2 separate regions of the Mus musculus genome follow, and region 2 is linked to region 1. The links are chromatin contacts, called in public promoter capture Hi-C maps. All regions are on one chromosome and are shown on one strand. Each heading gives the region's core, a stretch centred on a gene start, on an enhancer-like site or on the middle of the called end of the contact. The rest is flanking DNA. Distances are from core to core; before and after follow the strand shown.

Region 1 (6,414 bases), core at 2,729-5,228:
CATGCATCTTATCAGATCACTCTGGATTTAAGCTGACTTCAACAACAAGAGAAACAACAGGAAGCCTTCATGGAAACTGAACAAGTCCCTACTCAATGATCACTGGGACAGGGAAGAAATTAAGAAATTAAAGACATTCTGGAATTTAAATAAAATGAGAGCACAACATATTCAAAGTTATTGGACATTATGAAAGCTGTGCTAAGAGGAAAGTTCATAGCATGTAATGCTCTCATAAAGAAATTTGAGATTTCTTGTGCTAACAAATTTAAAGTACATCTGAAGGTTCCAAGAATAAAAAAGAAGAAGCAAACATATGTAGGAAGAGTAGAAGACAGGAAATGCTCAACCTCAGGGCTGAAATCAATAAATGAGAATCAAAGAGAACAATGTAAAGATTCAGTGAAACCAAGAACTGGTTCTTTGAAAAAGTCAACACAATAGAGAAACCCTTAGCCAAACTAGTTAAAAGACAGAGAGACAGCATCCAAATTAAAAAAACAAACAAACAAACAAACAAAAACGTAGAAATGAAAAGGAAGGGAGACATAACAACAGATACTGAGGAAATCCAAAGAATTATTATGTCTCACTTCAAAAGCCTGTACTCCACAAAATTGAAAAGTCTAAATGAATGAATGATATTCTAGATGGATATTACTGGGCGAAGTTAAATCACAATCAAATAAACTATTTAAAGTGTCCTATGACCCCTAATGTAATAGAATCAGTCATTAAAATCTCACAACCAAAACAAAAACTGGCTCACATGGTTCTAGCACAGAATTCTACCAGACTTTCAAATAAGAGATAATGCCAATATTTCTCAAATTATTCCACAAAATATAAACAGAAGGAACACTGCCAAATGCCTTCTATGAGGCCACAGTCACCCCAATACCTAAAGCACGTAAAGACTCAACAAAAAAAATTTCAGACACATTTCCCCAATGACCATTGATGAAAACTTATTCAAGAAAATACTTGCAAACTGAATCCAAGAAAACATCAAAGAAAGCATCCACCATGATCAAGTAGGCTTCGTCCCAAGGATACAGGTTAAATATATGAAAATCCTTCAATACATTGTAATCCACTAAATAAACAAACTGAAAGGAAAAAAAAACATGATTATCTCACTAGATGTCTAAAAAGCATCTGACAAACAAATATCCCTTCCCGATAAACGTCTTGGAGAGAGCAGGAGAGAGGCCCAGAGGGCCAGGAGAATGAATGGAAAAAGCAGTGGTCTCAGTTGGAGAGGGTGGGCCTAATCCTGCAGAGACTACAGGGCTGAGGGGATACTGGGACATGGGGGAGAGTGCTGCTGCCTCAAAGGCTAAAGGGAGGGGATAGGGGAGGAACTCTGTGAGGGATGATGGGGGCAGTATTTGGGATAAATAACTGAAAATAAAAAAGTCTTTAGTGTACCTGGGTAGATCTATAGGCTGATCTATAGGCTATTCCAAGACAGAATTATACAGAGAAACCCTGTTTGGGGCCAGGAGGGAGGCGACAGTTGTTGTATAAACACAATGGCAAGTAAGCTGCAGTTTAAAAAGTCAAATCACTCTACCTCACTCTTCTTCCTCTTCCATCAGCCTGGCCTGGTGCAGCTTCCCTGACCGTCCTAGGCCCTTAAATACCCCACTCAAGGGCCGCCCACGCAGGTTCCTGCAGCCTGGACAATGGCCCTGGGGCAGCAGAGTCTGAGCATTGCTGAGCTTCTCTGTCAGCAGCAGCAACTAAGCGGGGAGCAAGAAGAAACTGCCACTCCAACGTCTGTGACCATCGGACTCAACAACCAACTTTTGCACAGGAGATCAACTGCTTGAAGACCTAGAACCCTTTCACCTGAGGATCCAACTTCACAGTCTGTCCATGCCCCTACAGAACCACCTTCACAGTCCTGCCCTCTGCTCTGAGCCCCTCCCTAAATAAGAAAGCTCCACCCACTTGCCCAGTTCTTAAGCTCTGGGATCCTGTGAAGGGGTGGGGATCACTAGCCAGGGCAGTGGCTCTGTGAAGAGTCTGCCTCCCAGGGACTATGCCTCCTACTGGAGGCAGAGGAGCAATGTACAACTGAAGCTGCACTCCTGCAGGATCTAGTTCTCCAGATTCCCAGATCTCAGCTGACAGGTAACTTCAGGCCTGGTGGTCCCAGGAGTCATTTGCCTAGCTGCTTGCCCCACGACTAAAACACATTGGCATCGACCTTTAAAAGCTGGGTTTAACCTGTAAATCTCTAGGCAGCCTCTGCAGCACTGTCTGTTTATTCATCTCCAACTGCAACAGGTCAACTGCTTAAACCACTAGAGAAAATTATTCAGACCGCAGCTTAGTCTCATATATACATAAAAAAATGAAAATATACTTCTTCTATGGACCACATGAAATATGGAACAGTGGTATACATAGCTATTTACACACACACACACACACACACACACAGAGAGAGAGAGAGAGAGACTGAGACAGAGAGAGAGAGAGAAAGAGAGAGAGAGAGAAACGTGTATATGTATGCATATGTATATGTTTATGTATACATATATACAAAATTCAAGCTAGACAGCACTAACCAAATTCTTAACTCTGGAATCATGTTCCCAAGCAGGAAGGGTTTCATGTTTTGTTTTTCTGAAGTGTGGCATAATAAATTCCCATTTGGGAGGAACGCCAAAGAAATGACATCTCCACAGAGCATGCGTTAAATCCTCATTGGAATAAACTGATTGGCTGATTATTTTTTTCTCTATCTAAAACAGCGATACAAAGTATACATTTATCAGAAACACCATATATAGAATACCAACAGCATAATTGTCTTTTGGGGACACACACATACATACAGTGAACACAACCGACAGGAATGTTCTCAGATTTTACCACTTTGACTATATCAGCCCGCTGCCTTCTGGCCTCTCAAATTCCTGATGGCAGGAGGATACGCTCATCATTTTGAGTTGAGATTTGCCTTCTCTTGATGTTCTCTTGGGTGTAGAGGTTCATGCCTGTGTTTCCAAGCTTTAGGGAGACTAAGTCAGGATTGCAGAAAGTTTTAGTCTAGCCTGTGCTAATAGCAAGTCCTTGTCTCAAAACAACATCAAACAATTCTTTTTGATTCTCCTCTTTCAGAGTTTGAATTTAGAGAGTGTCAGGGTAGTGTTAATCCCACAGATGGGAGGAGAAAGACCATTGACCCAAATCATCATGGTTAAATTAATCAAAGCAGGCAATGGATTGGCCTGTGGATCACTAAGATGCCTGTTGCCAGGTGGCCTGCAGGAATGGGCACCTCTCAGTCAGTCACCCTGCACTCCGGAGTCCATCTGCAGCCTGTGAGCAGTGGGGCTCACAAGCTGCTGAGCCGCCTCTGAGGCCTGACTGTCAAGCTGTGCAGCTTTGCTCCCTGTGCCTCAGAGAGGGTTCTGAGGAAGAATGGATGTCAGCAATATTGTCTGCCTGTATCTCTTAGGACTCGCCTTAATTATTGAACAAAGAGCTGCTCTTCTTTCCCACCAAATCGTGCCTTTATAGTCAGAATGCCGAAGAAGGAATTCCTAAGAGTGCGGGGCTAACCTGGCACTGTGAAATGTGAACTTTGTAAGGAATCCTTAAGATTCCTTTCAATCCTGGCAGACAGTGGCACGGCCCATCAAGGCCCATACTTGAGTGACCTGGAAGGACGAAAGAAATGGGACTGTTGAACTCTAGTTTGGACAAAAACCAATGAGGTTTGTCCAATGTGGCCACCATACAGAGACCTGTGACCTCATTTCCTATATGAACCAAGGGTAGGTTAATCTTGTAACTAAGCAATCGAATGTCAGCCAATCACAGCAAAGAAATTCCAGCCAATCACAGGAATGGATTCAATTACAGGCTGCCAGTTGATCACATGGTGCATGCTGCACATGATGCCTGCAGCCAATCAGACTGTATCGGAAAGATTCGCTGCTCTTCCGCTGTTTAACTGCTGGGTGTGCAGTGAATCTGGAGTAGAACAGATCTGGACCTTGTTAATGTATCTGCTGGAAGCCTTCCTGTAAGGATCCCTACCCAGGAACCAACAGAGAACCTGTGTCCCCCATGGCTTTTGGGGGGAATTCAGAGGTGCTGGGGGCGGCTCGGACTTGACTGTGGAGCTGACATGCCTGGCAATATTGAAACCATAGCATCTGGGGACACTGTTCTGCTCAAGGTGATTTTTGCCAACTGTAGCCCAGCCAGAGAGTCCTACAGAGTGTGGCAAGGGAGGAGATAAGGAAATCTTAGAGCAGGGCTTTGGAGACCCGAAAGGGAAGGCAATTGCAAGGGGAGTGCTGGAAGAATGTTTGAAAGAGGGAGAAGTGGGAGGAGCCCCTGGGAACTCAGGCCCTATACTGCCCCCTGTGGGCTACAGAAAAGGTGCAGGCCTCCAACTTCTTTCTCTTCCTCTTTATCCCAGGGACCTGTCTGGAGGAAGAAGGAACTACACCAGCCCAGGAAATGGAGCAGGGTTTCATATCAGTAGCCTCCACAGGTGTTGCAAGTCTGTGACACACATGTAATCAGACAGACAGATATGCACGCATTTGCACCTAAATTAGGGGAAAGGTGACCTGTGTTCTCATAGTGGGAATATCTGGAAGGCTTTAGAGCAGCAAAACAGGCTGCTCCTCTGTTTTGATGCATCTTCATGACCAAGTGGACAGACCCTAGGACTTGAAGCTTTCCTCAAGATGAGTGCTGCCTAGCCAGGACCCTTCCTGGCCTGCTCAGTGCCCAGGTAATTCCTGCACTTTGAACAAGCCCCTTCCTTTGTGTGAGCCAGTCCTGTAGGATAGCCTGGTCTTCGGCTGGTCTCATGGAATGGCAAGTGCTGGAAACCCAGAAGGACTTACTGTATGATCCCAGGTCATGCTCTTGATAACATTAGGTACCCTCCTCTGCTCTGAGTGTAGTGTTAGTGCTTTGTGTATGTATAAACGTCAGCCAGCTATGAGTCACATTGAGAATTCTTAGGTCTGGCTTCCACATCAATCAGCAATTCATGCTTTCTGGAGTTAAAAAAGCTCTTAGGAAATAGTATTTCTTGATTGAAGGTTCTGCTTGCTTTCAAAAGTCTGTGATGGAGCTTAGGTTTTTCCAGGCTTGTGGTTTAGGCCAAGAGCAAGGGTCACTGGGATGGTGTTAGAGAGAGGATGCTCAGAGCCAAAGATCCCATCACTAGAGTTAGTGCTATGTCCTGTGAGGGCAGAGGCTTCTTGCCCATGGACCCCACGACTGCACACATAGGCTTGAGAAGATGGAAAGCAAGAGAGCCCTGGTCAGAGTGACACATCCCTCAAATGCCATCCATAGTCACCAAACATTGTAGTGATGCAAGTTCAGTGTGGCATATCCAAGGGATCTTGAGGGGGCAAACAATGACTACTGTTTTAGTTAGGGACATCATGGAAAAGCTTACAGTCATGAGGTTTAGTCCATTATCCTGGCAAGAAGCCTAGCACCATGCAGGCAGACATGGTGCTGGAATGGTACCTGAGAGTTCTACATCTGGGTCTGCATGCAGCAGGAAGGAAGACTGAGTCACTAGGCTTGGCATGAGCCTATGAGACATCAAAGCCCACCTCCACAGTGACACATTTCCTCTACCAAGGCCACACCTACTCCAACAAGGTCATCTCTCCTCTCCCTATGGGCCTATTGGAGCCATTTTTATTCAAATCACAACTGAGGAGGACAACACTACTTTGTCACCCAGGAGAGCTGAGGGGCTACCAGGCTCAGCTCCCACAGACTACATCATGGAGAACTGGCTTCTGTCCTGGGGATTTCATTTCTCTCAAGGAAGCCCAGGGCGCAGGAGATAGCACAGCCCCAGCATTCCTGAGCCCTCCTTGTGATGTGTGAGATGCTGGGCCTTCTTATGCCTCTGTGTACCCATACCTACACCTGCACAAATGTAAAACCTAGCCAGAGGTTCAGGCTGATTGCTGTCCCTGTTTGTGATCACCTTGTTTTTCACTGGATGTCTGTGGCCTCTGGAGCTGATATGATTGATGGCCATGGCTTATGTCTCTCATCACTCTGCTTTGTTCTTTGCCAAAATGACCCCCACTGTTGATAGGAGTAGCTGCCCCCAGGGGGCTGGGCATAACTCATCGTGGTATCTTCATTATGATGGGCCTCTTTGTGTCTGAGCCTATCTTTTGCAGTAGGCTGTCTCTAATGATGTCATGAGCATCCTTCTGTCCCATGTATAGAAAAAGATTCCTTTGGACTTAGATCCAGCTCTGGAAAGTAGCTACAGGGACAATGCACTAACCTAAAAGTAATCCATTTCCTAGACAATGTTATTCACATACTGCAGAACATTTTCAATCCTTCTCTTAAAATGCCTTTCTGGGGGAGAATGTCACTTCTCTGATG
Region 2 (6,414 bases), core at 2,092-4,591, 800 kb before region 1:
ACCAAGGATTTTGGTTCTTGCGAATTTCTGGTGTCTCTCCTTCTTTTTGGATGACCTGAGGCCATCTCCACGAGTCTGATTTTAATGCTGTCCTCTGCATTTGCCTCCTGAGGAAGATTTCTGTTTCATACCTGGACCTTGAAAGAGCTGTCAATCACTTCCATCCTCCCCAGGGAGGGTCAGTTGGTCCACTCTCTCTCCCTTGTCCCTGCTCCCTACTTGCTTCCATTCTGGTCTCCTCTTTTACACTGTAAGACACAATAGCTTCACCTCCGTTATACTCTATTACATCTTAATATTTGTGTTTATGCTTTTGGCATGCATATGTGTTTGTGTGTGTTTTCATGTGTGTGCGTGCGTGTGACTGCAGGAAGATGTCTTTATCACTCTCTCCCTTTCTTATTTTTGTTTTATGGATACTGATGTTTCGACGGCATGTGTGAGCCCTAGTGCGGAAGGATCCAGAAGAGGGCATCAACTTCCCTGGAGTCAGAATCCCAGACAGTTGTGAGCCACCATGTGGGTGCTGGTAATCTAACTGTGGTCCCCCGGGAAAGCAGCCAGTGCTCTCAATCCCTGAGCTCCACCTTAATTTTTGAGACAGCATCTGTCATGAAAGCAGAGCTCATTGTTTGGATAGGACTGACTATGGAGCTTCTGGGATCTTTGTTCTCAGCATGAGGACTTCAGGTACACACTACCGCGCCTGGCTTTTTCTGTGGGTTCTGGGTGTATTGTCAGCCATCTCACTGACTGGCCATCTCCCTAGCCTCTCTTTGTAATATAGCCCATCTTCTATCTTCTAGAAAGTCTGAACCTTTTTGTCTCTCAGTCCACTGGCAACATTGTCGTTAATGATGAATGAGCACTGCCCGAAGGGAGAAGCCCCACTGGACACTGTACACCACACCTACCTCTCTGAGGCAGGGTTGTGTGTGGCCATGAAGATAGAAGATGTGGTCACTGCACATTGTGTAGCCCCAGTGACCCTTGGCTTCCTTTATGCAAAACAGGATGTAAGCTGGACTTGCAGTAGGTGTGCCTGGTTGGTGAGGGCAGTTCCTCAGATGGCTCGGGATTTATGCTTATCCTACAATTTCTGGCTGTTTTGTTTGTTTTCGAGATGAAATCTCACCATGTAACCCAGACTGTCCCACTAGAGCCCTCAAATGTCCTGCTTCAACTGCCCAAATGCTGGGATCAGAAGCATGTACCACCTACCCCATATCTGACCACCCTTTTTATATCTCATCTAGACAATTTGGAATTCCCGGGTTTCAACCTCTGCACTTGATGCCTCTACACAGAAGGCTCCTAACCCTAAGCTGGCCACTCCCATGCACTTATTCCCTTCCTCACCTGATTAGACTCTCCACTCTGATGAACAGGACTTGACTCAGGTGAATCCTCCAGGTAGGAAATGTGGACTTTGCCTTGCACTCCTCTCAGTGGAAGATGCCTGGCTACAGGTGGTCAGGGGTGAGCAGTTCTCAATGTCAGCTGCCCAGGCAAGGCACTTTCTTGGCATTGTTATAGGATTTCCATCCATATCTCTGGTTAATAACACAGTCCAATAAACTAAGTGAGTTATGAATAAAGATAATTTACCTCTGCTCCTTAGTCTGGTACAGCTGAGAGACCAAATTCTTGGGATTCTTGCTAGCAGAGTCTGAGGTGGCTCAGGGCTTAAGACGGTGAGAGACTGGGAACACGTATGCCTGTGTGCACACACGAGTGTGTGTGTTCAGACTCTCTACTTCTATGTGGTTATATGTGTGCAGGTGCATCCTTGTGTGTGCTTGTGTGGAAGTGTGCCATACCTGCATGTGGAGGACAGAGTATGGCCTCCACTCTCATTTCTTGGATGACAGCCATGTTTTCTTTAAAAATAGCTTTTCATTAGATGCATGTTAGAGCACATGTGTAGGGGGTCAGAGGACAACATCATCTCCACTGTGTGGCTCCTGGGGACTAAATTCCAATCATCAAGGTTGATAGCAATCTTGCTGACCCCATCTTGTTTGTTTGAAATAAGGTCTCTTCTTGGCTTAAAACTTGCTGAGGGGTTGGGCTGGCTGGCTGTGTAACACTGGGTCGTCAGCCCATTTATTTGTTTGTCTGTTAGTATTTTTGGTTTTGTTTTTTTAAATGTTGAGTTTTTGAGGATTGAATTCAGGTCCTCTTGCTTGCAAGATAAAGCATTTTACAGACTGGGCTATTGCTCCTCTACTCTGATGACCTAATCCCAGTCCTGTCCCAGAAGCCCCTCCCCTAAATGACACAGACTAAGCTTTCACCTTTTGAAAGAAAGGTGGCCAGGATTAGACTTCAACATAAGCATCCAGTGAACACGTGATAGTCACAGCATAGCGCAGACTTTGAACATGGCATCTAGAATTATCTATCCTCGTTCTCACTGGTGCCAGTTTGTTTCGAGTTGACAGCCCAGAGCTTGGGCTTTGGGGGATCATGCCTAAAATAAGCGACAGCCAGGCTCCCTAGGGCGAACAAAGGGCTCTCCTGGGACAGGCACGTGAGCAGAGTTCCCCTGCAGGGGCTGTGGAATTCCATCTGACGCATTTGGGCTCTTTAATTTATTTTCTTTTTTCCTGTACACCAAAATATTCGTATCACTTTCCAGCTAACAGCAGCTCTAGCTGTACTATATGATATTCTTGGTATATTAACGTCTAACACCAACGAGTCTAATTGTTGTATGTAAATTTACACCGCCATTCATATTTTCTCAGTCGGCTCCCTCCGTTGGCCTCATAATAGAATCCAAAGTCTCCTTGTTGGCTAAAGGGTTAAATGATGTAGCTTTGGGATCCCCTCCGCTGCTCTGGAGACTTAGCTTGCATAGGTCTTCTTTATTCCTTTATTAGGAAAGACTTCATGGGGAAGAGGCTAGCCTTTGACTGGGTCTTCTGTGTGCATTCATAATAAAAGCTGGTACATTCATGGCTGCTCTGTGAGGTAGAAGAACCAGTGAATGAAAGTTTGGGTACAGCTCACCTCCCAGAGAGTGGTCCTGCTTCACCCGGAACTGACCCGATAGTCTCCAACACCCTTATAAAACTAATTTTCCCCATCTCTCTATACCGGCTTGTTTCTTCCTCCCAGAATTTTTGTAATCAATCTGGGTGGTGTTATTTTTTTTTTTTTCTTTCTCTTTTTTTTTCCCACACTGCTGTTGGATAAAAGATCCCGCCCTTGATTGAAATGGAATCTTCCACTATTGAGCGAGCCTTTGTTGAATGAGTCATCGGCTCAGCCTCTCATTGGCTGAAGCCGCCTGAGCCCAGGGGATTGCCTGGCACCGGCTGCAAGGACCCGCTCCATTCACAGAAACGCTGGCTCGCTCGCCGGCCCTTTCATTCACACAAACAGCATCTCATTCACATTCGGTCTGTTTTTTTTTTTTTTCCTTTTTCTTTTTTTCTTTTTGTCTGCTTCTAATGAAGAAGACCACGGTTTGGGAATGGTGGGGCTGACTTGCTTCAGATTGGAGGGGGACTCCAATCACCATCGAAATCGTCCGTGGGGTGCGCATCTGCTGTTGCTATGCGAGCTAGAGGAAGGGAGAAAAGAGAGTGCGGGGTGGCTGTTCAGCTAGGGCTGCCGCGCGGTTGGAGAGCGGTGGGGACGTGTTTGCTGCGCCAGGGCGGGCCTGGCGGCTCTGCGCTTTTTCGTCCTCTGGAACCGGCCTCACTTGCACGGCCGCCACGGGTGGCTCTCCCTAAACTCCCTTCCTGGGGCTCCCAGAAAGCCTGGGAACCGCACTGCCTCCCGAGATCAGCCCTGGGCGTGAGAAGACTCAGGGTGACCTGCTAGTGTGCTAGAAGGCAAATGCATTCGCTTGCACAGAAGTTACCAGGAAACTTTGACAGCGATTGACTTCTCGGTGGTGCAGGTTATCTGTCTTAACACATGAGGCCACCTGGTAGAGGCCACCGAGGAAGGGCTCAGTGGGTCTCAGAATCTTGGTCAGACCCTCGGGGAGGCTGTCGATGTCCTATTCTCCCAAGCGTCAGGAAGAAGGCCTGTGCGTGTCACTGCAAGCCTGGGCCCGACTCGCAAGGAAGAGGCCATTCTTGCTGTGGATTTGATGGACAGTTAGAGCAGCCGCATTTTTTTTCCTGCCTGACTGCAGGGCTGCAAGCAGCAACTGAAGGGACATTGAAACGGATTGGTAATGCTACTAAGGCATGCTTCCAGGGCTGAAACACATTCACTTGGAATAAAACTCAAAACGCGGCCCTCTTTCTCTCTCTCTCTCTTTTTTTGGCATGGATTTCTGGAGCCTGTTGCCGCTCAGCAGAGATGCAGGTTTTTTTTTGAAGTAGATTTTTCAACTGAACCCTAGCTGAGTACGGCTGCTGACTGCTGTAAATTATTAGGGAAGACCCCCTCTGAGCTGTACTGAGAAGAAATTTCTGTGCTGATTTTTTTTTTTTTTCGTGAATTGGTACAGGAATTGCACCGCCACAGATACATGGCTGCTCTGCTGATCTGAACAAGAAAAGCAAACCACAGGAAACTGACAGGTTTTTTTCTTTCTTTCTTAAATATTCATCTGCTGGTGAAGGGTCCCCCCTCTTTTTTTTTTTCCTACTTAAAATTCTTGCTACTTTCCAAAATCAGGATTCATCAGGATTCGCCTTGAAGACTTCTTTAAAAGCCTTCGTCACATTTGAACGCATCCCTGTCAGACACTTCTGGGCTTCATCCACATGAGCTGAGCAAGGGAAGAGCAAGCCATTGCACGGAATAATGGGTTGCGGAAAGTTCAAGAGATCATTTGACGGGACTGGATTTACCTTTGGCACAGATGCGGGATGGGGAGGGGGTAGGTGAAAAGGCAAAGACTGGAAGGAAATATCTGCGAAGGTAGAAAAAGGAAATTTGAGAACTGATTGGCTGTAGTTGCTGTCAGCGGGTGGATGTCGTTTTCTTCTCTCTCTTTTTGCTACAGGAAGTGATTTGCGGAGCTCACCGAGCCTTTGTTGAGAAGGGTCTCCTCAGAGTGAGTCACGCTTTTGCTGGGAGCAGCCCCGTGCAGCTGGCCGCTCGCTCCATCAGCCGCAACTATGACTTTTGCAAGGCAAGCGTTCCACCCCAACCCTCGGTCTCCAGGGCCCGCGCTGCGTGGCTGCTGCTCTGCTGCCTTGTAACGGTGAAAAGGGCTCGGTCGTCGGCCTCGGCTGTCCCTCTCCGGAAAGGCTGTCCTGGGACTCGGGCTCCTCGTCCCGCTCGGGGGACCGCGGCTCGTGTGCTATGCGCGGCAGTCCGCGCCAGGGCCGGCAGCAGCAGCGCCCGGGTGGATGCGGCGAGCCCACGGAGGGGCATGCTTCCACGCACCAAGTACAACCGCTTCAGGAATGACTCGGTGACATCGGTCGATGACCTTCTCCACAGCCTGTCGGTGAGCGGCAGCGGCGGCAAGGTCTCGGCGGAGCCCGCGGCGAGCCCCTACCTGGTGTCGGGCGAGGCGCTGCGCAAGGCGCCGGACGATGGGCCCGGCAGCCTGGGCCACCTGCTCCACAAGGTGTCCCACTTGAAACTCTCCAGCTCCGGCCTGCGTGGCCTGTCGTCGGCCGCCCGGGAGCGGGCAGGAGCGCGGCTCTCGGGCAGCTGCAGCGCGCCCAGCCTGGCGGCCCCGGACGGCGGCAGCGCGACCCCCGGGTCCCGCGCCCCGGCCGCCAGCATGAGTGCCACCAGGAAGAGCCGGGCCGGCGACGAGCCACTGCCCAGGCCCCCTCGGGGCGCGCCGCACACCAGCGATCAGGTGCTGGGGCCGGGAGTCACCTATGTGGTCAAGGTGGGTAACCCGAGCACACTGCTGGGTGGGGGTCTCGGAGACAGGGTGCGGTGGGGAGGAGGAAGTCAGGGCTGGGGACAGATGTCATTCTCTGAAGCCCCAGGGTTCAGGGACAAGCCCCAGGGAACACAGACGACAGTTGGATGTGAGGAAATAAGCCCTCCTTAGCCATTCTCTTGCTCGACAGGGCAAGGAGAGAATTAGAAATGCTCTGTGTGGGGGGGAAAGGGTGAACTGTCTGGTCACCTCGCATGGAGCCTGCTTTCCCCAAGGCACCGTTGTTGAAGCATGCTTTGGTCACCTGGCTTCATCAGATGTCCCTCTCTCCCTAGAAATCCATCCCTGAGATCATGGTCTGGCCTACTTGAGGTACACTTGTCAAGCCTGGCAGCCAGCCTTCTCCCCGATGAGCGATGTCACAACTTCTGTGTCCTCCCCTGGCGGCGGGGTGGGCCATAGTTACCCCCCAGAGCAAGAGCAACCAGCTTCTAGAGGGCAGGGCAGGAGACACTGCCTTGCTTCCTATAAAAGATGGGTTCTTAGCGTCTTACCCAGAAAGATTTTCTTTGGCTCTGAACTGTTTTGGTTTACAG

The links. Promoter capture Hi-C pulls out the DNA fragments that hold promoters and counts their contacts.
Region 2: a promoter capture Hi-C map of liver shows a contact between it and region 1, with 4 times the contacts expected there. The contact joins the promoter of Shc3 here to the promoter of 4930518P08Rik in region 1. A contact is called at or near these places in 5 of 39 promoter capture datasets (the 3T3-L1 cell line, liver, pre-B cells and 1 more).

Annotation. Positions count from the first base shown.
Region 1 is chr13:50,762,812-50,769,225 of GRCm38.p6, reverse strand. It overlaps 4930518P08Rik (RIKEN cDNA 4930518P08 gene), which reads left to right and starts at 3,978. Exons shown (of 4, transcript NR_045364.1): 1 at 3,978-4,201; 2 at 4,448-4,768.
Region 2 is chr13:51,566,378-51,572,791 of GRCm38.p6, reverse strand. Shc3 (src homology 2 domain-containing transforming protein C3) reads left to right here and starts at 3,341. Exons shown (of 12, transcript NM_009167.5): 1 at 3,341-5,821. The coding sequence starts at 5,348.